Linked DNA regions of Muntiacus reevesi: region 1 is linked to region 2. Evidence: chromatin contacts called from public Hi-C data. All regions are on one chromosome and are shown on one strand. Each heading gives the region's core, a stretch centred on a gene start, on an enhancer-like site or on the middle of the called end of the contact. The rest is flanking DNA. Distances are from core to core; before and after follow the strand shown.

Region 1 (4,058 bases), core at 488-2,987, 450 kb before region 2:
CAGATTTAAAAGGTAACCCCCAGAATGGGTGAAAATATTTGCATCACATATCTGTGACAACTCCTAAAAGTCAACCACACACATACAACCCAACCCAATTAAAAAATGGACAAAGGTTTTGAATAGACCTTTATATTTTCTTTCTCCAAAGAAAATATACAGATGTCCAAGGAGCATATGAAAAGGTGCTCAAAATTGCTAATCACTAGGGAAAAGCATATCAAAACTACAAGATACCACCACATACACATACTAGAATGACTACTATCAAAAAAACAGAAAATAACACACATTGATAAAGATGTGAAGGATAGGAACGCTTGAGCACTGTTGGCAGGAATGTAAAATGGTACAGCCTCTGTGGAAAACAGGATGCCAGATCCTCAAAAACTTTGAAATGAACATATTATGCAACAATTCTACTTCTGTGTATTTACCCAAAAGAATTGAAAGCAGGGTCTCCAAGAGATATTTGTACACTCATGTTCACAGTCGCAAGATCATAACAGCAAAAATGCGGAAGCAACCCAAGTGCCCATCAACAGGTGAGTGGATAAGCAAAACATGTCATATTCACGGGGTGCAACATTCTTTAGCCTTAAAAAGAAGGAAGTTCTGATTCCACTTACAGAAGATACTTAGTGGTCAAAATATAGAGACAGAATGTAGAATGGTGGATGCCAGAGAGCAGAGGAAAAGGGAATGGAAGTTATTCTCTGATGGATACAGAGTTTCAGCATTATGAGATGAAAAGCTATGGAGGTGGACAGTGGTGAGGGTTGTACCACCACTGTACTATATGCTTTAAAATGGTCAAGACGGTAAATATGTGTATGTCACCACAATGAAAAAAAAAAGCAACCATCAGAGAGGCCCTTTTATCCATCATGGATGCTTATCCCTGTATTCATATCCTGTTCATCCTCTAATCTAGTCCCAATCAATCACCCACCCCTCGCAGGCCTCTCAGACTTCACTGTGACTTTACAAAGCTTGGTCCATCACCAGCAAATTTCCCACAACTCCACCTGTACTTCAGGGTCTGCAGACCTCTTCTGCAAGTGGCCAGATAATGAGTGTTTTAGGCTCTGGACAGACTGTCTCTGACCCGGCTACTCCCCTCTGCCCTTCTAAGGGACAGCAGCCACAGACACGCGTAAAGGATGGGCTGGGCCCCGGCAGGCTGACCCCTAACTCTCACACAGCTGCTGGGAAGCTGGGCTGACAGGTGTGACGCCGCTCCGCGGACCGTGCAGTGCGGATCACTTGGGAGGAGCTGGGGCCGAGGCCCCGCCAGCACAGAGCGCTTCCGGATGGGAAAGGATGGGACCTGGCGGGAGGACGGGGCGTGAGCTCCGACAGAGGGCCCGCCAGAGGCCTCCTGACCCACGCCCTGACGCCGGTCTCTCCAGTGCTAAACAGGGACGGCCCAGACAGCCGCCCGAGGCAGTTCACTGGCCGGGGAGACCCGGCTCGAGCGGATCAGCCAGGGTCCCGCCCCGCGCCCCGCCCCCGAGCTGCCCGCCCCCTTTGTCTCCGCCCCCGAGCTGCCCGCCCCCTTTGTCTCCGCCCCCGAGCTGCCCGCCCCCTTTGTCTCCGCCCCCGAGCCCCGCCCCCGAAGCCGGCGGGCGGGCGTCGCCGCCTCAGCCCCGCCCCCTAGGGCCCCGCCGCTTTGTCCCGCCCCCAGAGCCGGCCGGCGTGCTTTGCGCCTGGCCCCGCCCCGCCCACGTGCTCGGCGTACCTGGCGCGGCGGCGGAGGAGGTGAGCGCGCGGAGGGTGGCGGGCAGACCAGCGGACCCCTGCGGGCTCCTTAGGCGGTGTGTTCCAGCCGTGGGCGTAGCCAGGGGATCCCGCGTGGAGCAAGGGTCCTGCGGTCCTTCTTCGCCCAGCCGCCTGCGGGATGCGCGGCACCCCTTCCCACGCCTCCCTGGGGCGCGCGGCCTTGGTGCTGGGGTCCTGGGGGAGCTAGGACCTACGTTTGGACCCTTCCTGTCCTGGCTTTGGTTGCCTCGTTGGCGAAAAGGCGCAGTGACGTGACTCTCAAGGAATACGCTGGCTTCTTGTTTGCAGCAATTTACTTGCTAAGTGAACACTGAACAGACGGGAAGACAGTAAGCTTCAGGCGCAGTTAAATTAAACAATTGTGAATTTTACCGAAACATTTTCGGATGAAATAATAGTATGGCCCTACTGTGTTTGGAAATAAACTAGCTGGACGGGATTATGCGTTTGAGTAGAGATGAAACAAAGCTAGCCATGACTTGACAGATTGAAATTAGTTTGTAATATACTATTTTTTCCACTTTCCTGCGTGTTTATAATTTATCATAAAAAATAATCTACAGTGGAAAATTTGCTGTGGACACGTGTGTTCAAAACTGGGCCAGTATTTGTCTGCTGGAGCTGTAGTGACAAGAACTGGGTGGCAGAAATGTGTTTTCTTGAAATGCTGGAGGCCCGAGGTCCAAGATCAAGGTGTTGGCAGGGCTGGTTTCTGCTGAGGCCTCTCCCACTGGCTTGTAGATGGCCACCTTCGGGTCTGGGTCCTCGTAGTCCTTCTGTGTCCGAATGTCCCACTCTGGATTGGATTAGGGGTTATCCTAATGACCTCGCTTTAACTTAATTACCTCTTGAAAGAGCCTATCTCTAAATACAGTCACATTCCTCCTTCTGGAGGTTAGGACTTCACCATATGAATTTGGAGGGACATAGTTCTGCCCATAGCTCTGCCACGTTACTAGTTGAGGCCTATCTGTGCCTCCGTGTTTCACCACTTTAAAATAGGGACATCATAATGATAAGGGCGCAGAGTTGTAAGGATTCAGTTGTTAAATAATATGTGTAAGGGTCTTGGAACTGTGTTGGGCATATAGTAAGGATGGAATAAGCTGACCATGTGTTTCGTGTTTAAATTAGTGCTCGTGTTCAGTATGGCAGTGGGGTGAGAGGTGGGTGGCTTGGGGCCGTTCCTGGCCGTGGGAATCAAAGTTGTAATTATAGCCATTCCATGGCTTCCCGAGACTCCCTGGCGGGGCTGTCATGATCATCCCCCCAGCTTCCTGGGTGGCCCAGTGGCCAACACTGACAGGCCCGTGGTTGTCTACGGGCAGCGAGTGGACTGGCAGAGCTCAGCGGGCCCCCAGCTGAGAGATGCCCTGACCCCTGTCTCAGGTTGCCCGGAAGTTCGCCTTGGCCGAGGGGCGTCTGCTCCTTGCCAGACCCTGATTGTTTCGCGTGTGGCGTGTGTTTATTGACTCAGCACAGACCCCCTCCTGGTAGACCATTGTCACGCGCACATTTGGTAAGTGGTGACGCAGAGTCAGAGTGGGGCCACTTCTCGGCTCCTGCGCGTATTGCCTCAGTTAAAGGGGATGTGGCCCGGGGGTGTTTGGTCTGCAGGTCGACCCCGGCAGTTGTTGGCTCACTTCTCTTTCTCTTGGCCCAGGTTACAGTGGTGGCAGCCCTCATGGCAGGTCCCCTGTGGCTGGCCACGGTGTTTGTGCAGAGACACAGGACGGGCCTGTTGGTGGGCTCCTGCGCAGGCCTGTTCGGGGCCCAGATCTCGTACCACCTCTTCCCGGATCCTGTGGTCCAGTGGTTGTACCAGTACTGGCCTCAGGGCCAGCCGGCGCCTCTGTCCCCAGAACTGGAGAGGCTCTTCCGGGAGGTGCAGCAGGACATTGGCATCCCCGCGGGCCACCACCTCGAGGCCTTCACCACCTTCACCTTCCAGCCTGTGAGTGCCGGCTTCCCGAGACTCCCTGGCGGGGCCATCGTGGGCATCCCCGCCAGCTTCCTGGGTGGCCCAGTGACCAGCACTGACCGGCCCGTGGTGGTGTACGGGCAGCGCGTGGACTGGCGGAGCCCAGCGGGCGCCCGGCTGCGAGATGCCCTGACCCTGTCTCACGAGGCCCAGAAGTTCGCCTTGGCCAAGGAGGTGGTGTACCTGGAGAGTGGGGCGGCCGCCCTGCAGGCCCTGCCAGCCCCAGCCTGCCTGGCGGGCACCTGGGCGCTGAGTGTGGGGGCCAAGCACGCCTTGGGGCTCTACGGGGGCCCCA
Region 2 (4,604 bases), core at 40-2,539:
CACATGGGGGCACACAGCACGCGTGCGCACACACACCTACACAGTAAAAGAACCTCCTGCATCTCTGGTGAATACTGATGAGTCACTGATAGGCAGCAATTTCAAAGCATGAAATGATGTTTTGAAGCCTGTTTTCAGTTCCAGATTTGGCATGGATGGGCCAAGAGGCCAAAGGAAGGTGGATTTTGTGTGTATATGACTTCTCTTCCACTGGTGGGCACTCCCCAGAAGAGGTTTAATCAGGCATGTCAATATTTAACTTGGGGGGTGGGGGGACATATTTCCCAGGGCTCTGTGTTACCACCACCCTGGCCTTCTTTCCAAACATTGGAGGCATTTTAGGAGCTTCTGAAGCCGACGTTTCTTCAGCATCTTCACTGTCTTCATGATGTAGATCATAGGAAATGTTCCCATATTCTCTTAAAAATGGGAAAATTTCAAGCAGAAACTGACAGAAATCTCTGCGAATACCAAACCACCAATGGTTGCCCCCTTTTCGCCTAAACGTTGTGGCCATAAGTGTGATTAATGAGAGCCAAAGGGGGACGAATATGGAGATGTAGGAGAACATGTTGTGTCCATCCAGCCTGTGCACCAGCAGAACCTCGAAAATGAGCAGGGGCACCACGATCGTTACCCAGCAGATGGCCATGGTCACGTGGGTTCTTCGCTGCTCAGCAACCACATCCAGGGAGCGCAGGAACAGGAGGGACCAGACGATGTAATAGAGGACCACCAGGCAAAGGAACGACATGAGGATCCACAGCGGCACGAACACCACCAGCCACGGCCAGTGGATGATCCGGTCCAGCCTCAGGGCGATGAAGATGAACTGCAGGATGTTGACGGAGCACAGGATCTCCAGCTCCAGGGACCGGTCGTGTCGGAAGCCCCAAACGCAGGCGGCCACGGACACGGGGGACACAAAGAAGAGCGGCATGAAGACCAGCAGCCAGAAGTGGGTCCCCCGCTCCACCCGGTCGCAGACCAGGAGCTCGAACATGAGCAGCAGCAGGTGGATGCCCACGGCGATCAGCATGGCCTTGAACTCCACACAGGCCTCCCCCTCCGTGCGGTAGCGCGGGTTTCGCGCCCAAACGCCCGCGCCGACAGAGGCGCCCGCGAGGACCAGAAGCTTCCACAACCAGATGGGGGCGAACACGGCCCAGCAGCTCCACTGGATGACGCCGTCCAGTCGCAGGGGCAGCAGCACGGAGAAGAGCAGCAGGCAAGCGTAGATGAGGAACTTACTCGGGTTGAAGTCCTGGAACAGGCCCCTGGGGTTCATGGCCAGGCCGCTGCCTGCCTTCGGGCGGGCGCCGCCTCTGCGCCGGTCCCGGACCCGCCGCCTTGCCGGCTAGCCCCGGCCCGCTCTGGGTGGACAGCGGCCGGGCGCCGGCCGGGACCGGCTTCCGGCCGGCGGCACCTAGAGGCCGAAACACGTGCGCGCGCGGTCACGTGGCCTGGCCGGAAGCGCGGTGGGCGGGGCGCCCGCGCCGGCGCTCTCCCCGCGACCCGAGAGGCCGGGCGGCGCGGGGCGTCCGTGAGCGGGGCTAGCGGCAGCCCCGCCGCCCGCCTTCACGCTGTACCCATTTGGAAAGCAGCTACTGCGTTTGGCGCGGGAAGGGTACGGGCAGAGGGTTCTGGCCGGGTTCCTGGCGCGCTGGTGACTCCCTGGCCGGTCCGTTGCTAGCGAGCGGGCGGCGACCTCGGGCGGCCGCTTCCTGGCGGCGTCGGGAGGAGGGAGGCGGGAGTGAGCTCACATCCTCCGGCCGAGCCGGGGGCGGGGCCGAGGGGCGGTAGGGGGCGGGGCTCAGCCCGGGGGCAGGGCTCAGCCCAGGGGCGGGGCTCAGTCCGGGGGGCGGGGCTCAGCCCGGGGGCGGGGCTCAGCCCGGGGGCGGGGCTCAGCCCGGGGGCGGGGCTCAGCCCAGGGGGCGGGACCGGAGGGTGGCAGGCGCGGCCTGCCGCGGGTGCCCCACCTCTGCCCGCAGCCCACCCGGGGGCTCAGGCGCCGGCGGGGAGGCTTGGGCGCCCGCTGCGCTGATGGCGGACGGCGTGGGAGCGAGCTGGGCGGGGGCCGGGGAGTGTGGGAGTTTGTGGGCGCGGGCGTGGGCGCCGCTGGCTGAATGCACAGGGCGGGTGTGTGCGCGCGCGGGAGGCGGTGGGCTTGTGCCTGCGCGGAGAGACGCTCGTGTGTGCGATCAGCGCCCGGGTTGTGCCTGGAACGGGCGGCTTCCGGGGCTGGACCGCACCGGGCGGGCGGCCGGCCGTTCTCCGGCCGTCTATTAGGTGGCCGAGGCAGGGTGCCGGGGTGGCTCAACCCGGAGGTGGAGGGTGGGCGCTGGAAGGGCACTAGACCCTTCAGGGTCCGTTGGCAAAGTTGCGACAAGCAGGTGCTTCCTGCCGCTGGTCATCCGGCAGCTTAGAGCAGAATGGAGACTCCGATTGAGTCCCTCATCCTCGTTTGACTTGTCTGGTCCTGCCTTAGTCTGATTCTCGCAGATACTGCTGGGGCCAGGGGCTGGAGCCAGAGGTCAAGAAATCTGGCTTCCAGTTCTGGTCCTGCCACCCAGCCGCTGAGAAACCTGGGCAGGACTTGTGCTGTCTTGTCCTCAGGGGTCCTGGGCTGTAAGTTGGGGGCCGGCCGTGGTGGTGTCCAGGACCCCCTCTTGCCAGCTGCGCCGACGCTGGAGGCCCCTCCCTGCCTTCCTCATGCTCCCTCTCCAGAGCCCTGGCTGCTCGCCCTTCCTGCCCTCCAGCTCCCGTAGAATCTGCCACATTCAAGTGCTGGGCTCTGAGCCAGTCAATGGGACTTGGCTGATGTGGGGTCTCCCAAGGAAGGGGTTCCGGAGAGAAAAGAGGGGGCCATGGTCCAGATTCAGGAGCCAGCCTTCCCCAGTCCGCTTCCAAGTTGGTGAAGCCTGGTGAGGGGTGGACAGTCCCATCTCTCAAAGCTCTCCCACAGCTTCACCACCCTCCCCTCAGCCAGGCCAGTTGGGTGGTCCTCAGGCAAGGGACTCCAGCTGAGTGGGCCTTGATCTCAGACTCCAGTCCTCAGGGCCCCTTGTTTGTTAGGACCCCTTGGGAGTCACTGTGGGAAGACTGTTGACTATGTGGACACCAGGTTCACCCTTCACCCCTTCCTCCCAGGCTCCAGTCCATCTGTTTTGCATCCTGGTTTTTCTTTTACTGTTTCCTTTCAAGGAGGGATTTGTCAGCTAAAACAAAATTTAAAATTCAAAACCCCTCTGCCAGTCCGACTACAAAATGGGCTGATAATAGCACTTAAGACCATTTTGAGGTTGAGATGAATCCATACATGGAAAACACTTTGCATTTAGAGAAATGCAAGCCACTAATATTTACCACACTGGGGCAAGTAAATCCTTTACGGGTGGGGCTGACTGGCAGCCCCCCAGGGAGGCGGTGGCCGGGCCAAGTCTTCTGGACCCTGTTAGAATGGGCAGAAATCCTGTAGCCAGGTGACCTCAGGGTCATCTGTCTTTACCATCTTTGTGGCAGAGGTTGGAGTTCGGAGTATATTGTCCCATACTTTACTGTCTTTGTGGCAGAGGTTGGAGTTCGGAGTATATTGTCCCATACTTTACTGTCTTTGTGGCAGAGGTTGGAGTTTGGAGTATGTTGTCCCATCTCTGCAGCTCCTCAGGACAGGCACCTGGTTCTCTCCCTCCAGGAAGGGGGGATCATACGATGGCCCCTCACGGTCCAATGAGTCCTTGTTGCCCCCTCCTGAGGGGGTCAGAGCCTGCTTATGGGTTTGAGGTGGAGCCACAGAGAGGCTACTGTCTGCTGCCCCGGCAGCCAGCTTTCCTGGGCCCCCAGGCCTGGACCCTCAGTTCTGAACAAGACTCCTCTCCTTTGCTGTTTTCCCTGATGTGGTTAGGGTCTCAAGGACCTCCCCCTGACTTTACGTTGACCCTTCAAGCTAACAGAGGCTGTTTGTTCTGTGCCAGGTGCTGACCACCCAGCCATCTCGAGGCTGGCAGACACCCCAGGGTGTAAATGCCCTGGTCCCCCAGTGCAGGCCTGTCATGCTGATTCTGGGCGGCGGCCTACAGTGTGTCTCTGTCGCATGATCTCAGCGCTGCTCAGCATCCTCGGCTGGCCTGGGAGGCCCCCGAGCTTGCCCTGGCCCACCTGTGGTCCCCTGCCAGGCTGCTGCCCTCCCTCAGAGCTTGCCGTGCTGATCTCTGCGTTTTCTGTTCAGGGCCAGCCCACTACCCCAGCCTCCCTCCCTGCGGAGCTACCAAGACCCAAGGCACGGCTTCCGTCCCGGGAAAACATTCTCGACTTCTGGTGGGTTGATGACCCTTCTCTGACCTCCCTTCACTTCAGGGGCTTAGTTCCTGGGGGGCGTCTTTCACTGGTTTGAAAAGACTGTTTGGCCATCTTTTTCTCCATGAGATTGGAGCTTGGACCCCTGGAGAGCACTTCTGTTGCAGCTGGTGCTTGAGGGAAGTCGGTTGAGTGAATGAGTCCATTTGCACCTGCTCAGGACGGTGCTTCCCTGCCCCCTGGCTCTGAGCATGTGGGGTCAGCAGCCAGGCCCAGGCCCCAGGACAGCATCATGGGCCCTGTGCTCT

What was found. Hi-C and Micro-C count contacts between places; a contact is called where the count stands out from the background.
Region 1: a contact with region 2 is called in a Hi-C map of muscle, with 6 times the contacts expected there. The contact joins the promoter of TMEM177 here to the promoter of TMEM185B in region 2. A contact is called at or near these places in 2 of 3 Hi-C or Micro-C datasets (blood and muscle).

What each region holds. Positions count from the first base shown.
Region 1 is chr3:201,804,196-201,808,253 of mMunRee1.1, reverse strand. It overlaps TMEM177 (transmembrane protein 177), which reads left to right and starts at 1,737. Exons shown (of 2, transcript XM_065927812.1): 1 at 1,737-1,761; 2 at 3,446-4,058. The coding sequence starts at 3,467.
Region 2 is chr3:201,357,706-201,362,309 of mMunRee1.1, reverse strand. It overlaps TMEM185B (transmembrane protein 185B), which reads right to left and starts at 1,289. Exons shown (of 1, transcript XM_065931372.1): 1 at 1-1,289. The coding sequence starts at 1,288. The coding sequence ends at 236. RALB (RAS like proto-oncogene B) reads left to right here and starts at 1,492. Exons shown (of 6, transcript XM_065931377.1): 1 at 1,492-1,627.